Linked DNA regions of Mus musculus: region 2 is linked to region 1. A link is a contact called in public HiChIP or PLAC-seq data. All regions are on one chromosome and are shown on one strand. The core of a region is the stretch at or near the end of the contact, and the rest is flanking DNA. Distances in the headings are between cores, read along the strand shown. Region 1 overlaps Arap1 (ArfGAP with RhoGAP domain, ankyrin repeat and PH domain 1). Region 2 holds the start of Art2b (ADP-ribosyltransferase 2b).

The links. HiChIP or PLAC-seq counts read pairs in DNA pulled down with a chosen protein or histone mark.
Region 2: an H3K27ac HiChIP or PLAC-seq map of T-cell acute lymphoblastic leukemia shows a contact between it and region 1, with 5 times the contacts expected there. The contact joins the promoter of Art2b here to the enhancer-like site in region 1. A contact is called at or near these places in 13 of 39 promoter capture datasets (the 3T3-L1 cell line, the C10 cell line, the HPC-7 cell line and 5 more), 1 of 15 datasets of contacts at CTCF or cohesin (large pre-B cells), 2 of 115 datasets of contacts at active chromatin or transcription factors (T-cell acute lymphoblastic leukemia and large pre-B cells) and 3 of 9 other capture datasets (adipose tissue, embryonic stem cells and liver).

What each region holds. Positions count from the first base shown.
Region 1 is chr7:101,412,085-101,415,727 of GRCm38.p6, forward strand. It overlaps Arap1 (ArfGAP with RhoGAP domain, ankyrin repeat and PH domain 1), which reads left to right. Exons shown (of 34, transcript NM_001040111.1): 34 at 1-502. Among named protein-coding and RNA genes, the nearest start is that of Pde2a, 37 kb to the right of the region's middle. Within about 2 kb of position 2,362, at least 56 of the 459 cell types and tissues checked have an H3K27ac peak or open chromatin away from gene starts, as enhancers often do. A contact at or near this core is called in T-cell acute lymphoblastic leukemia, where this site is marked.
Region 2 is chr7:101,579,445-101,582,920 of GRCm38.p6, forward strand. It overlaps Art2b (ADP-ribosyltransferase 2b), which reads right to left and starts at 1,717. Exons shown (of 3, transcript NM_019915.3): 1 at 1,667-1,717; 2 at 460-1,195. The coding sequence starts at 1,717. Gm45995 (a long non-coding RNA gene) reads left to right here and starts at 1,477. Exons shown (of 2, transcript XR_001778239.2): 1 at 1,477-2,213; 2 at 3,133-3,385.

The sequences.
Region 1 (3,643 bases), core at 1,112-3,611:
ACTGTACAGCCAGGCTATGGAATTTCTGATTCAGGACAAGGCAGACCCCAGCTAGTCTGAGTCCCGGTCCCTGCAACCATCTGAGCTGGGGCCTAGATCTGTGTTAGTGACCCCGGCACAGCTACTCAGAGCCTCGTGCTGGAGACACGAGGCCACAGTGCATACCACAAGCTTTGGAGGACTGTGAAGGGGGCTTTACCCTGGGCACTATGCGTGTGCTTCCAGAGTGGAGTCTGCCTCTCACATCACAGGGCATCGCCTTCAGAGGGAAGTGCTGACCTACAGAGGTCACCAGCTACTCAAAGACAGACTGGAGACTTCTGGGAAAGTGCTAAGCTTCTGCCTTCTCTGGAGTCTCATTGCCACCCTATCTCAAAGGCTTAGTGAGCAGACTTGCTGGTGTCCTGTCCTTAGCCTCGAAAGGGGCAGAGCAGAGCTGGATAAGACTGGGGTACCTGTGCCATCTGTGACCCCCCCATCACCTATAAAGCTCTGAACCCCGGCTGTGCCTTCCTGTCAGTTCTTGATGCCACAGGTCCTAGCCATAGGCCTGGCACCTCAGTCCTGGCTTACCAAGTAGGTGGCCCCAGTGGGGACCTGGATGTACACCTGGACATGTGTCCTGGGTGTTTGCCAGGAGACAGCACACGATCCTTGAGCTCTACTAACCTGTTGCACAAGCTACGGTCCCCATCCCTTTGTCCTATCTTCAGGGAGCTGCTCCAAGCCAAATTATCATGTCCTCCAGGCAGGACATGGCTAGAGGGCTTATGTGCCCAAGAGCTGCTTCCTCCCTGAACTTGATCTACTGTCCACCAACCCCAGAGACCAAGGAAGAGGGTACAACTAGAGGTGCCCTCTGCTGGTCTGGCACTGTCATTACTCTGGTTTAGGGATTAGCCAGAGGGGAGCTGCATTTGGCCACTAGGGGGCAGTCATGGACCACTCATAGTTGCAAATTTTGAGCAGGGTCTGTGTAACACCTCCTAACCCTCCCTACACCTGCAACACTTCCTCCCTCCCTCCTCTCCTTCCCCTCCCAGTGATATTCCTGGATCTGGCTTTGTTCTTCTGCCAGCTGGACCACTCAGCCCTGCCTCTGGCCAGCAACTAGTGATGTGTTGTAAGACAGCACAGTAGAGGTGCTTTGCTTTGATCTCCTGGGCTCTAGGACATGAGAGGAGCCCTTCGCCCAATGCCTACAGAATGCAAACCTAAGCCTGAGCCTCTGCTCTCAGCTTTCCCTGCCTGACATTAGAGTCTCCTCAGCTTTCCTCCTGCTCTTAGCCTGTTCTCCCCTTTTGTGAGCGCTCCCCGTAGCCAGCACTATGTGACACTGTAGAGTGCTTTCCCTTGGCGTGAGGTCACATCCCTGCAGGATTGAGACTCAACCTTCGTGAAAAATACCTGTGACTACAGTGTTGGGGGGGGGGGGCAGAGCAGAAGGTTCTGTTGTCTCAAGGATTCCTAATACTGGAGCCAGTGCCAGAAGGGAGGGATGCACTTGGTACTTTAGGTTGCTTGGGATGGGAGGAGCCCAGAGTTAGGGGTGGGAGCCTGAAGGAGGAAGGACTTCCTGGAGGAGTGTGGTTGGGGGTGGGATTGGATGTTGGGGAGGAGAATAGGGAGGGAACTCTGAGAGAAAAGGCTGTAGTAGGGCACAGCCTGGGCACCGAGCATTGCTGGTGGAGTGTTGGGGAAAAGTGGGCAGGGTAGGATATGGGGCAGAAGAGGGCTGGGGTATCTGCCTTTCTCTCTTCTGGCTCCTTCATTTCAACCCTCCCACTCTGCATGATATCCAGCAGTGAGGACCCAGGAACCCTTGGCTCCAGGGAGCTCTGGGTACACAGGCTGTAGTGAGACAGGTGGGGGTAAAGCTGGACCCTGCTACCTCCGTACTAACCCTGGGGCTGGAGGGGGCATGGAACCTCTTTCCTACCCCCTGGCTCTTATTGCTGCCTGCCCACAGTTCTGTTTTGGAAAGCATAGATGGGTAGGCAGATATCCTTTATAGTCCACGTGGCTTTGACAGTTACTTAGATCTCTGATCGTCTGTGTGCTCTCTGTCCTTTGGAGCTAAGCTGCATCCCGATAGCCTCCTGGGAACACTGAATGAGCAGGCGCAGGTAAGTGTGAAGTGCCAGCCGTGCCCCTTGCTAGTCTTCCTAGATATATCCGCAGTGACATCTTTGTGACATACAGGAGAAGAGCTTGAGAGGTTCAGCCAGCACTTAGTGACTACTTCCTGTGTTCAGCCCTCACTCACCAAGCACTTGTTGAATACCTGCTGTGTGCAGAGCTTTTGCCGCACACGTGGGGCAGATGAGTAAGTGGTGTGGGGGAGGAGGAAACCCTTGAGGAGAGAGGATGCTGCTCAGAGGGATTCATGAAGGGCTCATGTCCTGAAGCCTGGAGGGTAGGGGATGCTGAAGAGAGACAGACAAATGTAGATGGCCTGAAGTAAGGACCTGTTGTAGCTGGATCTTAACACCCATGCAACCCCAGGGCCTCACACCCTCAGCACCAGACACCCTAAGGCCTCCCCTCCACACCCTAGCTGTCAGGTCTTAGCTCTACTGGCTACCTAGGAGACACGACTACATCCCTGTCTAATGGGCCCTTTAGGATCTTGTCCCTACCAGAAAACAGCATCTTTTCTACTACTTAAGTACTTAGTGACCTGAATGACCCAGATCCTACTCTCAGACTGTGTGACTGTTTCTGTCTCACTGACACACATGCATGCACGTGCGCACCCACACCCACACAGAGCTGGTCAGAATCTCCCTGCCTCTCCTGTCAGGGAATGCCTTTGGATTCTTGTTCCCAGTGTCCATGTTCTATGAAAACATGGGGAGGATTTGTACCCAGCTAACCAACCAGGGGGATGGCTCCTTGAAGAGCTCACTGGCCCTGGCATGTGCCCTCCTCTATGCTACTTTCAGCCTGTGGAAATTTCCACACTTCCTCTGCCCTGGTTACAGCTCCTACTGCTGTATTTATCACCCTGGAGACACAGTGACACAGGCCACAGGCACACACTCATGCTCTGCACACACGTGCCTGCACACCTCAGCTTGCACTGCCATAACTCAAGTGCATCACACACACACACACACACACACACACACAGAGCACGTGGAGGAGGGACATCCACACACAAAGAGCTCTCTAGGAAAATTGTTCTCCCTCCTGCTGCTGCCCCTCCCCCACCTCCTCCTCCTCTGTTCTGTCCGCCCACCCCCACCCACAGACCAAAGAGCTGGGCCTGAGGACTGTACCTCCCACTCCTTATCAGCTGGGAGGCACTCTGCCTGGTGACTTGAGTGTGCCCTCCCTCTTGCCATTCCGCCCTCCCTCCCCCCTCTGCCACTCCCCTGCAATCTTGACTGTCTTCTATGCATAAGTCCCCTCTTTGTCACTCTTTTGACTCTGAAGTGGAAACTGTCATTCTTCTCTGCTTTGTCTCCCGGAGGTTCAAGTCGAGGAACCCCAAGGATCCAGGCAGAGAGATAGACTAGGAGGGGGTGCCAGGAACCCACATCTCCTCAGCTCCTGTCACCTTCAGCCCTCCTCTTGATGAGGGGAGGGCTGTGTGCCTGGAACCATGGAGACCAGTGAGCGTCATGGCAACACAGTCTGG
Region 2 (3,476 bases), core at 467-2,966, 170 kb after region 1:
ACCTTACTTGTGGCTCTCAGTCTGCCTGTCCTGGACATGGACCTTTTGGCCCACATGGACAGAATCCTTCTTGATGTACTCTGTACCTGGGTAGGTCTCATGATTTCCCTGGGATTAATCCAAATTCAAAATTTCTCTATGCAAACACATAAAATCCCTGTGATCTCTTCCCATAGTTCCACTTCTGCCTCCAAAGACTTCTCATGTTATCAGAAACCCTTCAGGGTGTCAGGGCTACTCTGACTGGTAATAGTTTTTTTCCTGATATGGCTCACTGTTTCAATCATTTCTGATGTACCATTACTGCAGCACATGTCCTTGTCTTTACCAATGCTACCATTCACTGTTCCAGACCCTCACCATGTGCACTGTCTATCATATTGCTTCAAGTAGGGAGCACCTCCTCTTCCATTTCATGAGGTCCCCTGCCAGCTCCATCTCTAACACAGACAGACTCACCTGATATACTGAAATCAATGTTGACTGTTTGAGCAGAACCATTATAGAAGCAATTGAAGTTGCTCTTCTTCCTTTCTGGGGAGTCCAGAAATATTTCATTATACCCATTATCATTTTGTGCTGTGACTTTGTGATATACTTCATAGCCTGGAATTAACACCTCCTCTTCACGAGGGAATGAGGAGAATTCTTTGATATTAACCCCCAAGCAGGTTCTGATGATAAATAGTGTCCCATGATTACTGAAAAAATTTGAAGAAAGAGCTACTCTCTTTGTTAAAGATGAAGAACTGAACTGCCCAAATCGCACAGAGCCCTTCCCAGTGTATTCAAACATGACTTTAGTACCTCGGTAAACTAAACTACAACCCTGGTCATTCAAAAGCTGAACAGCTCTTGTTAAGTAGTAATGGAAGGCCTTGTAGTGGAAGTTATCCGGACTTTTCTTGAAGTCTCTAACAGCTCTGTTAAAATCTATAGCGAGGTTCCCAGTGTAGGCAACTAAAGCTGTCCCATGGAAATCATGGAAACCTGCCGGATAACTCGTACTGTTTTTGATCTCTTTCCAATTTATCTCTGCTTTTTCCCACTCAAGTTTTAATTCCTCATTCATGTTGAAGTCTTCTTGTAACAGCTGGGGTGCCTTTTTCTCCATGTCTTCGACACAGCTCTCATACTGATCATCAAATGCATTAGGAGCCATGTCTAGCATGAAAGGCACTGCAAGGCCAGTCACCTGAAAGAAAAAAGCAGGGCCCTCTGTTACCACTAAGTTTGCTAAGTTCCCAGCATGTGCTGGATGCTGTGGAGCCTGCAGCATGAGATGTCACATACACCCACCTCACACATGGCTCAGGCATGGACACAATCTCATTCCATCCTCAGAAGGGAGAAAGGCAAGGCTGAGATCTCTGACTCCTGTGTGTTTGCAGATACTATACTTCCTTGTTTACTCAATTAGTTCTTTAGTGAGCACACAAAACAAGAGGCCTCATCATGACCTTTGCATATTCATATATCATTGCAGATTGCTCATATTCACCCCCCCCACACACACACAGCTCTGTGATATTATCTCTATATTACCTCTTCAAAGGTTCATGCTCTCCAACATCCGCTACCACAGACTCAACTGTGGGAACTGTCATATTGCAAAGAGGTGGGCAGGGGAAAGAGAGGTCAACAGGATGTGGGTTGAGAATATTACCTGCTGGGTTAGCCACCAAGTTAGGAAGAACTTGAAAATTTTTGATGTCATCGTCAAGTTAAAAAACAGCTGCAAGCAAATATAAGACAATGAAAGAGGTGTGCACACAGTCGATTAACATTCTGTTGATGGAGCAGCTCTGGGGTAATGACTCAGTGTCTATGTCGCATCCAGGCTCCTGCTCACACTACTCCCAGAATGGCATATCAGGACTCTGTGAACCAATCTGCTTGGGTCCCTTACCAGTGATGTGGTCATCAATATCTTCTCTATCTATCTAGTAAGGAGCTATGATTAATTAATCTTGTTAGTACTCAGAGATGCACAGATGTCCTGAGGAAAACGGACAAGACATATGTTTGCAGATCGCTGATAGGCTGTGGTGTTTTTCTTTGCCCAGATATGTAAACTGTTGTCTGTGTTGGATTACCTTGGGGCTCTCAGTCAACTTGATACCTCTGAATGAAGTCTCTTAATTGTATCAGTACTCACTATGTTCTATATTGGCTATGGCTGTCCTCCAATGAGCCAGTGTGCCCATATGAAGGTAATGAAACCTTTAAGAGGTGAGGTCTATTGGGAAGGGACCAGGTCCTGGAGGGCATCACCATCAGAAGAGATCGATTGAGTCTTGTGGGATCCTACTCAGTTTTTGCAAGAGCAAGTCCAGCCTCTGCCTGTCTGGTTTCCTCTCTTGCATGTACTCCCTTCTGCACATGGCAGTGGCTTCTCTGCCACATTGTGACTCTGCCAGGAAAACCCTAACCAGCCAGCACTGCCATGGTAGTTAGACTGTGAACTAAGTGGACACATTGATTGTAAACTTTACAGCATTAAGAATTTTGTGAAAATAATAGAAAACACAAACTGAGGAGATAGCTCAGTGTGTACCATATTTGCCTTGCAAACATAGACCCGAGTTTGATTCCCAGAGCCCTAAGGAGAAAATCAGGGTACGGAGAATGCACTTGTAATTCCAGCACTGGGAGTTGGAAAGAAATGGATTTGTGTGATCCCCCGAACTTCACTAGACAGAACAGCCTACTCGATGTGTCTCAGGCCCGTGGGAAACCCTGTCTTTACAAAACTGGTGGACAGTGCCTGAGTGAATAGAGCAGAGGTTGTCCTCTGCTTCCACATGCATGTCCCCACACATGCAAGCACATGCAAGCACATCCATGTCCCCACACATGCAAGCACACGCATGAGTAGGTGTCATGTACACACATAAAGAAAAGGAGAAAGAAAGGTAATAGACCAACACGGCCTGCCTTCTTTAGAGTTATGGATGTTTATTGTTTTCACTGCTTCTTGAGGGTGGAGATTTAAAGTGTCCCCTGAGTTGCAGGAGTAAGGAAGAGTGGTCACTCACTGTGACCCTTTATTCCTTCCTATCTTCTGTCTTTTGGGAAACCACAAAAACTCCACTCCATAATTACCTAAGCCTGTTGTGTTACTTTCCACAGAATTTCTACTGAATCTGACAAGACAATCTGTGAGAGTTCCCCACATCCTGAGAATGGCAGAGAGGAGCTGCACCATGTGGCTAACAAGTTGTTCTTGGGGAGGCTGCACTCCTGGCTCCTCCTCAGCTTGCCTTCTCCTGCCTGAGTTTTTAGGGACCACCGCAGAGCCAACAGACTGAGGAGTTCTGCACTGCAGTGAAGGTTCCCACTTCTCTACACCCTGAACTTTAAGCAATTATTAAATACTGTAAAAGAACTATAGTCAGCTAAGTAAGAGCTGAGCACAGTGTCGCCTTTGTTTGCACACAGTTACTACTCTCAAGGACATCAGATAGTTTTACTTC